Linked DNA regions of Mus musculus: region 2 is linked to region 1. A link is a contact called in public HiChIP or PLAC-seq data. All regions are on one chromosome and are shown on one strand. The core of a region is the stretch at or near the end of the contact, and the rest is flanking DNA. Distances in the headings are between cores, read along the strand shown.

Region 1 (6,848 bases), core at 1,859-4,358:
AGAGCAAGAGCAGATTTTTAATTTTTTTTAAAGATTTTTTATGTATATGAATTTTTTACCTGTGCCGCGTAAATTCTTGGTGCTCACAGAGGTCAGAAGCGAATGTCAGATCCCCTGGAGCTAGAGAGGTGGGGAGGGTCATGAGCTGCCTGCCACATGGTGCTGGGAATTAAACCCAGAGCTTCATGAATGCTAGGCAAGCGCTTTGTCCACAAACCACATCCCCAGGCCCCAGGATAACGTAAAAAGACGGATTTTTATGTATGTATCTCTGCGCGTGCCACATGTATGCAGGTGCCCACAGAGGCCCTGTTGGAACTCCCTGAGCTGGAGTTAGAGGAACTCATGAGCGGGCCCAACGTGGCTTCTGGGAACTGAATTCTGGTTCCACAAGATCAGTATGGACTCTCTCTCTCTCTCTCTTTTTTTAATTCTCTTATTTACTCACTTTACATATTGATCTTGAGCCCCACCCCTCCTCCCAGTCCCACCCTTCCAAATCCCTTCCCCCACTAGCCCATCTCCTTCTCAGAAAAGGGGAAACCCCCATTGGGTACCACCCCACCCTGGGATATCCTGTCCCAGTAGGCCCTAAGCACATGGTGTGCCACTGAGACCCAACCAGGCAGTCCATTAGCAGGAAGGACATCCAGTGGTAGGCAACAGCCAGAGACAGCCTCCTCTCTGATTGTTAGGGGACCCGCATGAAGACCTCGGTGCATTTCTGCTACAAATGTGTATGGGTCCTGGTTCAGCACTTGCATGCTGTTTGGTTGATAGTTTAGTCTGTGAGCCCCCATGGGTCCAAGGTAGTTGACTCTGGAGTCCCACATCTCTGTCTCTCTGTCTCTGTCTCTCAGTCTCTCTCTCTCTCTCTGACTCCCTCTCTGCTTCAGGTCAGGGGACATCATAAAGAAAACTGGCATCAATATTGTCATGTGTACCTTTTGCCACATTTCCAATTATGTCTGAAGCACAGTTGCTGGATCACAGAAGGACGTCTGGAGATAGGATCGCCTGCAAGTCCAACGGACTTCAAACTTGATTTGATGCTAAGGGTAGCCTTGAACTTCTGCGTCTTGTCTACACCTACCAAGTGCTGGGATTACAGGTACACATCACCACACTGTCTAGGAGAGCCATTCTATGGCTCCTGCTAGTGGCAGCCAGACTGCTTTCTCAGAGTGAGGCCCCAACACAATTGTAAGTTCCTCCCTAACAGCAAGCTCTTATTTAAAGTGGTTTTCTTCACTTGCTAGAGAAATTACTCCCTCCCCAAAGTTTTAACATTAATTTATCTGGTTATTAGAGACAATAAACAGCTTCATACCTTTAAAAAAATAAGCTTTTAAAATAAGAATAAAAATGATGATAGGTTGGGCATACCTTTAATCCCAGCACTCAGGAGACAGAGCAGGCAGGTCTTTGTGAATTCAAGGCCAGCCTGGTCTATACAGTGTGTCCCAAGCCAGTCAGAGCTACAAAGTAAGACGCTGTCTCAAAATATAAAATAAATTAAAATATGGTTTTAAATATTTCTTTTATACATTGGATTGGGGAAGACATTTGCATGTCATCCTGTTTAGTCTCCATGCATCTCCGGTGTTATTTTTTTCCTCTTTCTCTTACAGACTTATTTTGTTGTTAATTACATGTAGATCAGCATGTAGGGAAATGGAGACATGCATGTAGTGGTGATGTGTTTATTAAAAGATAAAGAGGGGGGATATGTTTTATGGCTGTGTGGTGAGGTGTGGGGGAAGGAGCCATCGCAGGGCCCATGCTGAGGCATCCCTTCCTCCTGAGGGACCAGCTATAGCACCATAGTATAGAAAAGAGTTTATTCAGGATATGGGGAAGGGAGTTAGGGTAGTAGAGGTGGAGAAAGGCAGAGAGAGAGGGGAGGGGAGGGGAGAGGAGGAGAGGAGGGGAGTAGAGACTGGCCATGAGGAGGACTGAGCAGGAGCAGGAAGGCAAGAGCAAGAGAGAGCAAGAGAGAAAGGAGGGGGCAAGCAGCCCCCTTTATAGAGTGTCAGACATACCTGGCAATCCAGGTAACTGTGGGGCAGAGCTTAGACAGAATGCTAACAGTGGGCATCCAAAAGATCCCCTCAGAGGCCAGAAATGTGCTTTGGCTCTCTGTAGCTGGCGTTGCAGGCTGCTCTGAACTGTACGGTGTGTGTGCTGAGTACCCTGTGCAGGAGTTTAACTGTGATCCATTTCTCAATTTCTTTCTCCATTTGTTAGCCAGATTTCTGCTTCTTTGACAGTTCTGTAGAGAACCAAATTAAAAAGAGGAAAGCTTCGTTCTGGCTCATGGCTTCAGACATTTGGGTTTGTGGTGAGGACAAACATGGAAGCTGGAGCCAAAGGAGGCCGGTTGCCGAGTGAGTGCAAGAGAGGCAGGAGAGGGCTGGAGCTGGGCGGCAGAGTCCACGGAATCCAAACTTTCCTTCCAGGGTCAGGGGCCCTTGGGAGATCACGGAGGTAAACAAGAGGTCACCTTCTGGGAAAGCAGAAACTTGCGAGAATCTGGAAGGTCTTTCTCCAGCTTTCCAGAAGGAATAAACAGCTGTTGGAACAGACTCTGAGCAGCCCAGCTGCAGAGAGGAGATATCTTGGATCTGTCAGCTGCCTGCATGGTGTACAGAGCGCTTCAGGGTTGCTGCTTTTGTGAGTCGTCACTCTGTTTGGGGCTTTTTGGTGATGCAGCTGTTTTTGAGCCACACCTGGTACTGTAAATAACCCCTCACCCACACTCCTGTTAGCAGACCAATAAAATCTCACTAGTTTAACCAAGTTGGACCTTGGTGTGGATGTTTCTTGGTTCTGTCATGGGGTTGGTTCCCTTTCTGAGAGAACAGATGTGTGTGTGTGTGTGTGTGTGTGTGTGTGTGTGTGTGTGTGTGTGTGTGTGTTTGTCTCCCCAGGAAGTCTATCACACACAAAGACTGGTTCCCTTTCTGAGAGAACAGATGTGTGTGTGTGTGTGTGTGTGTGTGTGTGTTGTGTCTCCCCAGTAAGTCTATCACACACAAAGACTGGTCCAACCAGTCCCTTTGAGGACGTGCACCCAATGATCTCACAGCTATTCAGGTAAGCCCCGCCTCTTAAAGGTCTCAGCACCTCCTGCTAGTGCCACAGGGCCAGCCAAGATCCGGGCAGCAACGCCCCGCACATTCTACCACGGAGCCCCAGCCCAGCCGCTTCACAGTGGATTCTTCCTGTGTTATTACTATTCCACAGGATTTGCCTAATACTTATTTACCCAATACTTATCTGTTAAAATAACAAACCTAAGAATGGTCATTGCAACCCAAATCTTTCTGTTTTTACAACCTGAAGTCTCAGCATGCTCCAGGCAAACTCCCTCCTTCCCATGCCTTAATTGCCTCTTCATTTGAGGGAAACACCAGGGGGTTTGGAGTCCTACGGAAAAGATCAGGGAAGAAAGGCGATCCAGGGCTCAGCACCCCAGCCCTGCCGATCTGACCTCGTGTTCAGGAGTACTCCACTTTCCCACAAAAGGTCAAGGACGCTCAAGACTCAACAGAAGGCTCCAGGTGCCAGGAGCGAGCCTTGCCCCAAGCAGGTGCAGAGCTGAAATCCATCGACTGAATCTTAGAAACTTCCTGCTCAATGTTTTTCTCTGTTGCTAGGAAACCTGGTTTCCTTAGCTGGTCACCGGTTAGCACCCCCTCTTGTGTCCAGAAGAGCAAAGTTCATGGTTTCAAACTTACTCCCTCCACTTCCCTCCACTTCCCTCCTCTCTCTCTCTCTCTCTCTCTCTCTCTCTCTCTCTCTCTCTCTCTCTCTCTCTCTCTCCCTTTTCTCCCTCTGTTTCTTTCCTTCTCTGACTTTCCCTCTCTGTCACACACACACACATGGGCGCGCGTGTACATGTGGATGCAGGCGGCCTCAGAGACCACACATGTTGGATCTTCCTGGAACTGGAGTTGCAGGTCACTGTGAGCAGCTCAATGTAGGTGTGGGGAACAGAACCCGGGTTCCCTGGAAGAGCAACATGCACACTTAATCACTAACTCATCTCTCTACTTAATTTTTATCATGGAATACGTAGAAAAGTATCCAGAAGTCTGGCATGCCTTTAATCCCAGCACTCAGTTTTCAGAGACAAGAGGATTTGAGTCTGAGGACAACCTGTGCTACCTGTAGATTCTGTATCTTAAAAACTAAAGAAATGAGAGGGGCTTGGTGGCCCTTGGGAGGCAGAGGCAGAGGCAGAGGCAGAGGCAGAGGCAGAGGCAGAGGCAGAGGCAGAGGCAGAGGCAGAGGCAGAGGCAGAGGCAGAGGCAGAGGCAGAGGCAGAGGCAGAGGCAGAGGCAGAGGAGGCAGAGGCAGAGGCAGAGGCAGAGGCAGAGGCAGAGGCAGAGACAGGTGGGTCTCTGTCAGTTCAAGGGCAGCAGCCTAGTCTATAAATCGAGTCCAGGACAGCCAGGGCTTTGTTACAGAGAAACCCTGTCTAGAAAAACTAAACTAAACAAACAAACAAAAAACAAAGACAGAGGACTTTGCCACTCCCTTATTCAATCAGACATTGACTGCCCAGGAAATCATACATCTCCCGGATCTGCAGGGCTGTGCCTGCATTCTTTTTGCTTTGTGCTTAATTATCAGAATACATATTTAAAAATGGGAAGTTTGTGTAAATAAAGTCACACATTTCATTCAATCTAATGTTTATGGGCACTGGAGAGAAGGCTCGGCCATTGAGAGTGATTACGGATCTTGCAGAGGCCCAGAGTTCAATCCTCAGCACCCACTGGGTGGTTTGCTCACTACTGCCAGGAACTCCAGTCCCAGGGGATCTGACACCCTCTTCTGACTTCTGAAGGTACCGGGCACTCATGTATACATACTTCCACACAGACACACACATAATTTTAAAAAATTAAAATGATCTATCACACTATGTTTGTGAGGTTCATCAATGCTATTACATGAAAATGTGCTTTCTCATTTTCTTTTAAAATTAATAATTAGTATGTGAATGTATGATGTGGGGATTCAGCTGTCCACGCCACAGCGTAGACATGGAGGTCAGAGGGCTATGCCACGGAATTGTTTCTCTCCTCCCACCGTGTGGTTCCTGGGGATGGAATTCAGTTTTGCTAGGCCTGGGTGCTAAGCTCTCTTACCTGCTAAGTCATCTCGCTGGCACTGCTGTATAATATTTCAGTACATGACTATACAATAATTTCATTCTGCTCAGGGACATTTGGACTACTTTCAGATTGGGGCTGTCTTGCACAGCGCTGCTTCGAGTCTTCTGTCTTCCCTTATGCTCTGTTGCATGAGGCTGTGCTTCTCTCTTGGGTATCGATGTGACAGTGTATCTAGGTATACCTAGACAGTGTATCTCTGGCTGGCTGTACTAGATAATGCCAGAGAGTTTTCCAGAGTGGCTGAACAAATGCCTGGCTGATCCTGCCCAGCACACTGTTCATTCCCACTGCTCCACTCAGCAACATTTTGTATCACCAGATAGTAATTGTCACCTCTCTTGAGGGTGTGTAGCCCATGGTCATTTTAATGATTCCATATAATACAGTATATTAAGTATGTGTCTTCGAGTTTTATTGTTGTGAAGAGACACCATGACCAAGGCAATTGGAGCTGGCTTACAGTTTCAGAGGTTTAGTCCATTATCATCATGGTGGGAAGCATGGCAGGGTTCAGGCAGACCTGGTGCTGGAGGAGCTGGAGAGTTCTGCATCTTGATCTGAAGGCAGCAAAAAGACTGTCTTCCACACTGGGCTGAGCTTGAGCATATATAACCTCAAAACCCCCACCCCCACAGTGACATACTTCCTCCAACAAGGCCACACCTCCTGATAGTGCCACTCACTATGACCGAGCATTCAAATACATGAGTCTATAGGGGCCAAGCCTATTCAAACCCCCACAGCATGCCTTCACACATTTGTCAGTTGTCTGACTTTCATCTGAACTGAAATGTCTATCAAGAGGTGGAAGTTTAGCTCAGTGACAGAGCAATTGCCTAGCAGGTACAAGGACCCGGATTCAGTCATCGGCTCTGAAAAGAAAAGGAAAACTTACGCACAAAAACAAATGAACAAGCAGAAACAAAAAAAATGAATCAAGGAACATTGTTTAAGTTCATAAAAATTAATTTGTCAAGTGTGGTACTCCCATACTCTGGAGGCAGAGACAAGCAGATCTCTGTGAGTTAGAGGCCAGCCTGGTGCTCATGGTGAGACCTAGTCTCAAAAAAGGTGCTTATGCTGGGCGGTGGTGGCGCACACCTTTAACCCTAGCACTTGGGAGGCAGAGGCAGGCAGATTTCTGAATTCGAGACCAGCCTGGTCTACAGAGTGAGTTCCAGGACATCCAGGGCTACACAGAGAAACCCTGTCTCAACAAAACAAAACAAAACAAAACAAAACAAAAGGTGCTTATTAATTTTTGTTGTTCTTCTTCGTGGGGTTTTTGTTTCTTTGGTGTTTGGTTGGTTTGGTTTACACATGTGTGCTTCTGTGGAGGTGTCTGTGTGTGCTGTATGTACAGGCTAGAGGCAGGGCATCCTCCTTTCTTGCTTTCTACATTTTCAGTTTGTCTCTGACAGGGTCTCTTGATATAGCCCTAGAACTCACAAAGATCTGCCTGCCCCTGACTTCCCAGAAATCACAGGCCCACACTGCCATGACAGCTTTATTTAGTTTAAAATTTTTTATTTGCTGTGTGTCTTAGGGTTTCTAACTGTATGACAGAACACCTTGATCAAAAACACCTCCCTGGAAATGGCTTATTCAGCTTACACTTCCATATCACTGCTCATCATTGAAGTAAGTCATGACAGGAACTCA
Region 2 (6,848 bases), core at 1,410-3,909, 41 kb after region 1:
CAAGTTTCTCGTACACATGGCCAATCGATCTCCACACCATCATTCATTTGTGAAACACAAATCAAAACCACAATGAGATTCCACTTCACCCCCACTAGCACGGTTAAAATGAGACAGAAGGGAACAAGTGTTGACAGGAATGAGAAGACACCAGAGGTGTCCTTAGAGCCATGGCAGCAAGGTAAGATTGTGTAGCCTGTCCTGGAGAACAGGTTTGCAGTTCCTCAAAATGCTAATCATAGTTACCAGCTGATCCTGGACTTCACTGCTAGGTATATACTCAAAAGAATTGAGCCGGGCGGTGGTGGTGGCACACACCTTTAATCCCAGCACTTGGGAGGCAGAGGCAGGTGGATTTCTGAGTTCGAGGCCAGCCTGGTCTACAGAGTGAGTTCCAGGACAGCCAGGGCTATACAGAGAAACCCTGTCTTGAAAAGCCAGGAAAAAAAAAAAAGAATTGAATTCTGGGCTGCTCAATGGGTAAAGGTGCTTGCCACCAAGCCTGACAACCAGAGTTCAATCCCCAGGACTTAACAACAGGAGAGAACCAACTCCAACAAGTTGTACTCTCACCTCTACACATGCACCATAGTATGTGCACATGCACACAAACATACCCACCTCCCACACTAAGTAAGTATAACTTAGAAAGAAAGTTTAAAAAGAAGTGAAAACCCATAGGTACACAGGGACCAGTGCCTGAACAACTGTGGCAGCATCATTGAAAATAGCCCGACGGTGGAAACAACAGAAGTCTCTGTCAACTGGCCAATGGATGCACAGCCATGCAGGGGAAGGCAGGGCGATCTAATGTCATGTGGATGAGCATCCAAGTCAGAAGGGACTAAATACTGCACACACACAGATTGCCCAGCCAGGGATGGTGAGGGAGATCAGAGGGTAAACGTGACACCAAACCTGACCTCCTGAGTTCAGTTTCCCATCATTCACATAGCAGAAGGCGAGAACTAGCTCTCAAAAGTTGGTGGCACACACCTTTAATCCCAGCACTCGGGAGGCAGAGGCAGGCGGATTTCTGAGTTCGAGGCCAGCCTGGTCTACAGAGTGAGTTCCAAGACAGCCAGGACTACCCAGAGAAACCCTGTCTTGAGAAAGAAAAAAAAAAAGTTGTCCTCTCATCTCCACATTTGTGTCATAGCATGCACAATGTACACATGTATTCCACACACACACATATTAAACAAACAGACACATTTTTTTCTTTTACAGGCTCCGAAATGCCTAGCTATATCCATGGGGTCAAAGCAACTAGTTCCTGAGGGGGAAGTGCCCGTTGTACAGGACCAGCCCTATCCTGGGATGAGAAGTGTTTTGAATTTGATAGCCAAGGTTGTATAATTCAGTGAGTCTATGGGAAACCTCTGAATTGTCCTTGTAAAGAGGGAACGATTACAGCAGACAAAGCCCATCTGTCAATAAAGGAGGCAGGTGAGACAGGCTTTCATGTAGCCCAGGCTGGCCTTGAACTTATTGTATAGTTGAGGGTGACTTTGAACTCCTGATTCTCCTGACCCCATCTCCCAAGTGCTGGGGTTACAGGTATATGTTGTCATGTCTGGTTCAACAAAGCTGTTTCAGAGAGAGAGGGACAGAGAGAGACAGAAAGACAGAGGAAGAGTCTCACACACACACACACACACACACAGGTGGGGGAGAACAGACGTGGCTGAGAAAGCAGCTTCAGGAGAATGTTAGAGCCAGATGGGCTAGTGTGGCAGAGGCCACATCACCCAGAGTTCTGGTCCCACTCTCTACAGATCTGTTTCCTTGACCAAAACAGGGTGTCCCCCCCCCACAACTCCACCACTACCACCACCACCACCACCACCACACACATTATTTTCACCATGCCTCCCCTAACACATGCTCCTACCTCTAGGTAGGGCCCTGGATTATCTAGGGCAGTTTTAAACAGAACTAAAGAGGACAATAGCACCATTCTGTCCCCTTTAAAAGACCTGTTGGGGGCTTGAGGACCAGGATACTCTGAGCAGAAACCACCGGATGAGGATGGCTGTCATAGGGAGAAGTAACCCCCAAGAGGGCTGAGTGTGGTTCCCTGGGGTCTGCCAGCACCCTCTCCCCTGGGGCCATCCCTCGTGATGAGAGGCTATGAGGGAGGAAGGTGGCTTTACCTGATCTGAGCCAGAGGCCGAGGCTGAGACCCTTTGCATTCCCTAAGCTTCTGGCTTCCACCACAACAGGCTGAGAAAAGCCTCTAGATACTTAGTCAAATCCTTCATTTCCAAATGGGGAAACTGAGGTCCAGTGAGGCCAGGCATTTCTAAAAGTCCACAGCAAGCCAGTGATAAGAGTCAGCGCTGGTCATGGACTGTCTAAGCTATGGAAGTGTCAAAACAAATATGAGGGGCAAATGGTCCATCCTGCCCCGATGTCATCCACAACGGACACTGAGGGGCCTCAGCAAGCCAGGGAGGTGCAGAGCTGGGCTTCCATCCCAGGCCACCAAGGAAGCACAGGGAGCCTAAAGATCAACCATGTCTCCCAATCCTCTTGAAACCACCCCGATCCACCCCCACCCCTGCTTGACCAGTCCCATGTCCCATGTCCCATTACCTGGAGTCCCTGGGCTCATGTGAGCTGCAAGGTGAGCTGTGTGTTGACTGTGAATGTGGCCGGGCTGGGGAAGGAGAGGCCATGGCACCGTGACAGCAGAGGGCGGGGCAACCATGACGTTGCCCCTGGGCCCCCGCTGGCTCACCCTGGTGCTGTGGCATTGGCATTCCTTCCTGTGGTGCTATCAGCCCCCAGGCCTTCCTGTCTGACTTGCCTCTTCCCCCAGCATCCTAAGAGGGGCTGATGGTGGCAAACACACCCCCACAGACCCCAGGATCACACTAAAACCTGAAGCCCCGAGTGGCAACCATGGTGGACCTCCCCAGGTCGTGACAAACTCCAGGAAGGGAGGAGTTGAGGGTTTGTCTTGGGTTCCTCCTCCTTGCCCAGGCGGCTGATTCAGGTTCCAGCCATGTGTCCCGACCTGCCCTGCAAGTTAGAAGATGCTGTCATGTTCCCTGCTTCTGGATACCAAGGCTGGAGTGGTGTATGGAGAGGACGAGGGAGTTCAGGGACCATGGAGAGGGGCTGAAAGCCATACAGTGCTTCCCCTTGGGGAGGGAACTGGGTGGAAGCAAGGAGGCAGGTCAGGAGAGCAGCCGCCTGGCTAGGATGGGTAGGAACTCAGTCCTCAAGAGGCAGGAAACCAAGGGTTACCTCACCCAGCTGCCACCTCTGCGTTGTGCTCACTCATCAGTCACCCTGAGCAACAGGACAGGAAATGTTTGCTGCCACTGTCCAGGGGAGTACCGACCAGCAGGGATAAAAGGCAGGGCCATGAGCTTCCTGGAAAAGAAGGCCCCGCTCATCCTAGTCTCAGGCCCGACCCATGACTATTTGCTCAAGCTCAGCATGTGCTCAACCTGTGAAGCAAGTCCTACAGGCCTGCCTCTGTTGTCCCCCAAGCCCCACCCCTGCCCCCAATCCACTTCCACAGTCACCATGTGGTTCTTACACCACCACTTCTCTTCCCCGGCTTCTGCCCTGCCCCTCCCCCATTGCTGTCCAACTGGGCAGCCAATTTAGCTCCGTACCCACTATGAATAACTGTCAGTTCTCAGGGCACAGCCCATTCTCGAAGTCCATCTGCCCCATGCCTCTTGTTCCGACCTTAACTCTATGACAGCCTCTCTCCCTCAGCCAGTGCTATCCCAGATAGGCACCTACCTCAGGACCTTTGCACTGGCTGTTCTATTCAGAACTCTTTCCCTTAGAAAGCCTTCTTTCTTCACTCTTTAGGTCTCTATTCAAATGTTACCTTCCCAAAGGGCCTGCTGTGATCAGCCTGCTAGGACGCTAGCTCCTCCTCAGCCTACCTCAGCCTACCTCAGCCTGCCTCAGCCTGCCTCAGCCTGCCTCAGCCTGCCTCAGCCTGCCTCAGCCTGTTTCAGCCTGCCTCTGCCTGCCTCAGCCTGCCTCTGCCTGCCTCAGCCTGCCTCTGCCTGCCTCAGCCTGCCTCAGTCTGCCCTGCTGTTCCACACTCCACACGTTATTTTCTGGTGCAAATTTCCTCATTAAGCACGTGCTCTAGGATCTGGGACAGGGACCAATGTGTAGAAGGCATTCAGTCAATTTTGCTGCATGAGAAAGCGATCAGAAAGGTTAGCCTGATGTGTGCGTGTCTGGTGGTGGGGAGGGTGGAGGGCACACTCCAGACATCACTCCATATGGTATGAGAACAAACAAACAAACAAACAAACAACCTTATTTATTCTCATAATGTACTCACTTCAGATGAGCAAGAGACAAAATCACCTGGAAACCCCTTAGAAACTGCTAAACCCCCGGGGCCCTTCCTAGCCACATGCAATCACAAGTTGTCCCCAGGCTATCCTAGCACATCTGCGCTGACACATGCTCATGTCAGAGCCCCACCAGTCTGAATGTTTTCTGCCATCTTGAAGGCTTAAATGACTGGCACACAGGAAGTGCCTTCTCAAAGGAATCGTCTAACTTTGGTTTCCCTTCTTCTGATTCTGTCATGAGGCACTTCCCCCCACCCCCACCCCGTGCCTCAGTTTCCCTCTCTGCCTCTCCTGAAGCACCTGCTTGGATATTTACCTGGAGCCTGACAGCAGTACCTCCGAGTGGGCAGATGTCATAGTCAGGGTGGACCTGTCTGAGGTGTCAAGGAGCCCCCCCCCCACCTTAGCTCCACCCAGGTGATGTCAGTGCCCAGTGTGTGGGTGACTCACAGCCTCCCACCAGGATGGAGCACAGCTGACAGCCCCCGGGGAGTCAGCACAGCAGCTGGGCTTGACTGACAGCTTTCCTGCATTCCAGAACTACTACCCAGACCCCTGACTCAGCAGGCACGTGCACCCTACAGACAACAGTCAGACAGCCGAGACTCAGTTTCCCCATTTGTTAAAATGATAAGGCAGCAGCTCCCTACATATGACAGGGTGCTGTGTCTGCTGGCCAATGACACCCAGCCTTTGCTATGCCTTATTGTTCTTGGGATTAGACCATGGGATTCTTGAAGAAGCCCCAGTGACTTGTTAGACCTGATACATACATATGCCCTATAAGTGTAGAAGGAAAAGAAAAGAAATCTCCCCTGCTGTGAGCCCCAGGGGTCTGGCTGTTTACACACACACACACACACACACACACACACACACACACACACACCCCAAGGATGTCTGGGAGGGCAGGACCTAGCTTTTCCATCTGAAATTGCCTGTAAAATGACTTCTCCAAGGCCAGGGGTAATGGCTCACACTTGTACTCCCAGTACTCAAGAGGTTGAAGCAGGAGGATTTCTGTGAGTTTCAGACCAGCCTGGTCTACATAGGGAGATTTTTAGCTTTAAAAAATCATTTTGTTTGACTAAATTAAACCCAAACAAACAATTCTAAATCAGAGTATTGTGTCCATTTCATGGATACAAAAAGTGAGATGAAATTATTTTTCTCAAGGTCACAAGGCTGGGCTGAGATTGGCACCAAAGTCTCATTGGCTTGAAACCCCAACCCTTCCCAGTCCATGGAGAAACTCCAAGTTAATCCACAGGCTTACACAGGTCCAGTTTATGCTATTCAAATGTAGGACTGAAACCTGAGTTTTCCCCCTCCCCCTTCCCCTCCTCCTTCCTCCTCCCCCTTCCTCTACTCCTTCCTCCTCCCTCTTCTTCCTCCTCCTTCCTCCTCCCCCTTCCTCCTTCTCTCTCTGCTCCTCCCCCTTCTCTCCCTCCTCTGTTCTCTTCCTCCTCCTTTCTTTGGTGTTGGGAACCAAACCGACGGCCTTGTTCAAGCCCCCACCACTGAACCACGCCCCCAGCCATTGATCTCCTTTCCGTGACGGCTAACCCTGCTGGATATCACTCCACACACCTCCTTTCCTTTCTCTTGGTGAGATGTCAGTCCATGCCTCTGGCCTGCTTTCTGCTTGCTCTTGCCCTCGCTGCAGAGTTGATAGGAGGAGTCAGATCCTCTGTCAGCTCGTGGTGGGCAGATAGTTTCTGTGTCCACCGGCCACTCTCTGAAAGTGCTGAATAGCCATTCCCTTGTCTATTCACAGCAGCGAAGCAGACTGAATGAACAGTTTTTTATTGGATTGGATTCTATCACCCTCCCCCCAGTGCTGTGAATAGAATGTAGGCCTCCTAGGGTACTGCTGAGCCACACCCTGAGTCTAGCACCTCTCTGGTGGGTGCTGGGCAAGAGCTCTAAGGCTGAGTCAAGTCTCCAGCTCCTGAGAAGTCATTCTTTTTCAAAACAAAGTCTCACTATGTAGCTGTGGGTGGAAGTATTTTGGATACCATGCTAGCCTCCAACTCACAGAGATTCTCCTGTCTCTGTGGCTGTCTCTCTGTCTCTCAAGGGCTGGGATTAAAGGTGTGGGTCACCATGCCTGACCCTTGAATGGTCATCCTTAAGCGCATTTTATAGCTGAGAGTGTCTAGACCTAGAGGTGGAAGGGAATTGTCTGTGGATGCCAAGGACTTTGAGGGCAAAGGTAGGACTGCAAGCCAGATCCTCTGCCCTCCAGGGAAGACCTCCTGGGCTCTCTGTGGAAGGAGACATGTTCCTTGCTTTTCTCTCTCACCTCAGACAGGTGTGCACTGCAGAGCAACCCCATATCAAACCCATATTGCCAAAGCAAGAGAAGGCAGACAGGCCACTGTGGCTGGGAAGGGCCAACTTCCAAAAGGACCCATTTGAGGAAACACCTCCCTCCAGAAGAGGGAAGGGTAAGACCCCCGAGCAAACGAACTTTAGGGAGATCCTGAAGCCCCGGATTCAGTA

The links. HiChIP or PLAC-seq counts read pairs in DNA pulled down with a chosen protein or histone mark.
Region 2: a contact with region 1 is called in an H3K27ac HiChIP or PLAC-seq map of embryonic stem cells, with 35 read pairs. The contact joins the promoter of Tmem40 here to the enhancer-like site in region 1. A contact is called at or near these places in 3 of 39 promoter capture datasets (cranial neural crest, embryonic stem cells and neural stem cells), 18 of 484 Hi-C or Micro-C datasets (B cells, the C10 cell line, CD4 T cells and 12 more), 17 of 115 datasets of contacts at active chromatin or transcription factors (the HPC-7 cell line, T-cell acute lymphoblastic leukemia, bone marrow-derived macrophages and 9 more) and 3 of 9 other capture datasets (adipose tissue, liver and pancreatic islet).

The regions. Positions count from the first base shown.
Region 1 is chr6:115,714,768-115,721,615 of GRCm38.p6, forward strand. No RefSeq gene overlaps it. Among named protein-coding and RNA genes, the nearest start is that of Gm24008, 5.6 kb to the right of the region's middle. Within about 2 kb of position 3,109, at least 261 of the 459 cell types and tissues checked have an H3K27ac peak or open chromatin away from gene starts, as enhancers often do. A contact at or near this core is called in B cells, DN3 thymocytes, T-cell acute lymphoblastic leukemia and 14 more, where this site is marked.
Region 2 is chr6:115,756,340-115,763,187 of GRCm38.p6, forward strand. It overlaps Tmem40 (transmembrane protein 40), which reads right to left and starts at 2,660. Exons shown (of 12, transcript NM_144805.2): 1 at 2,599-2,660.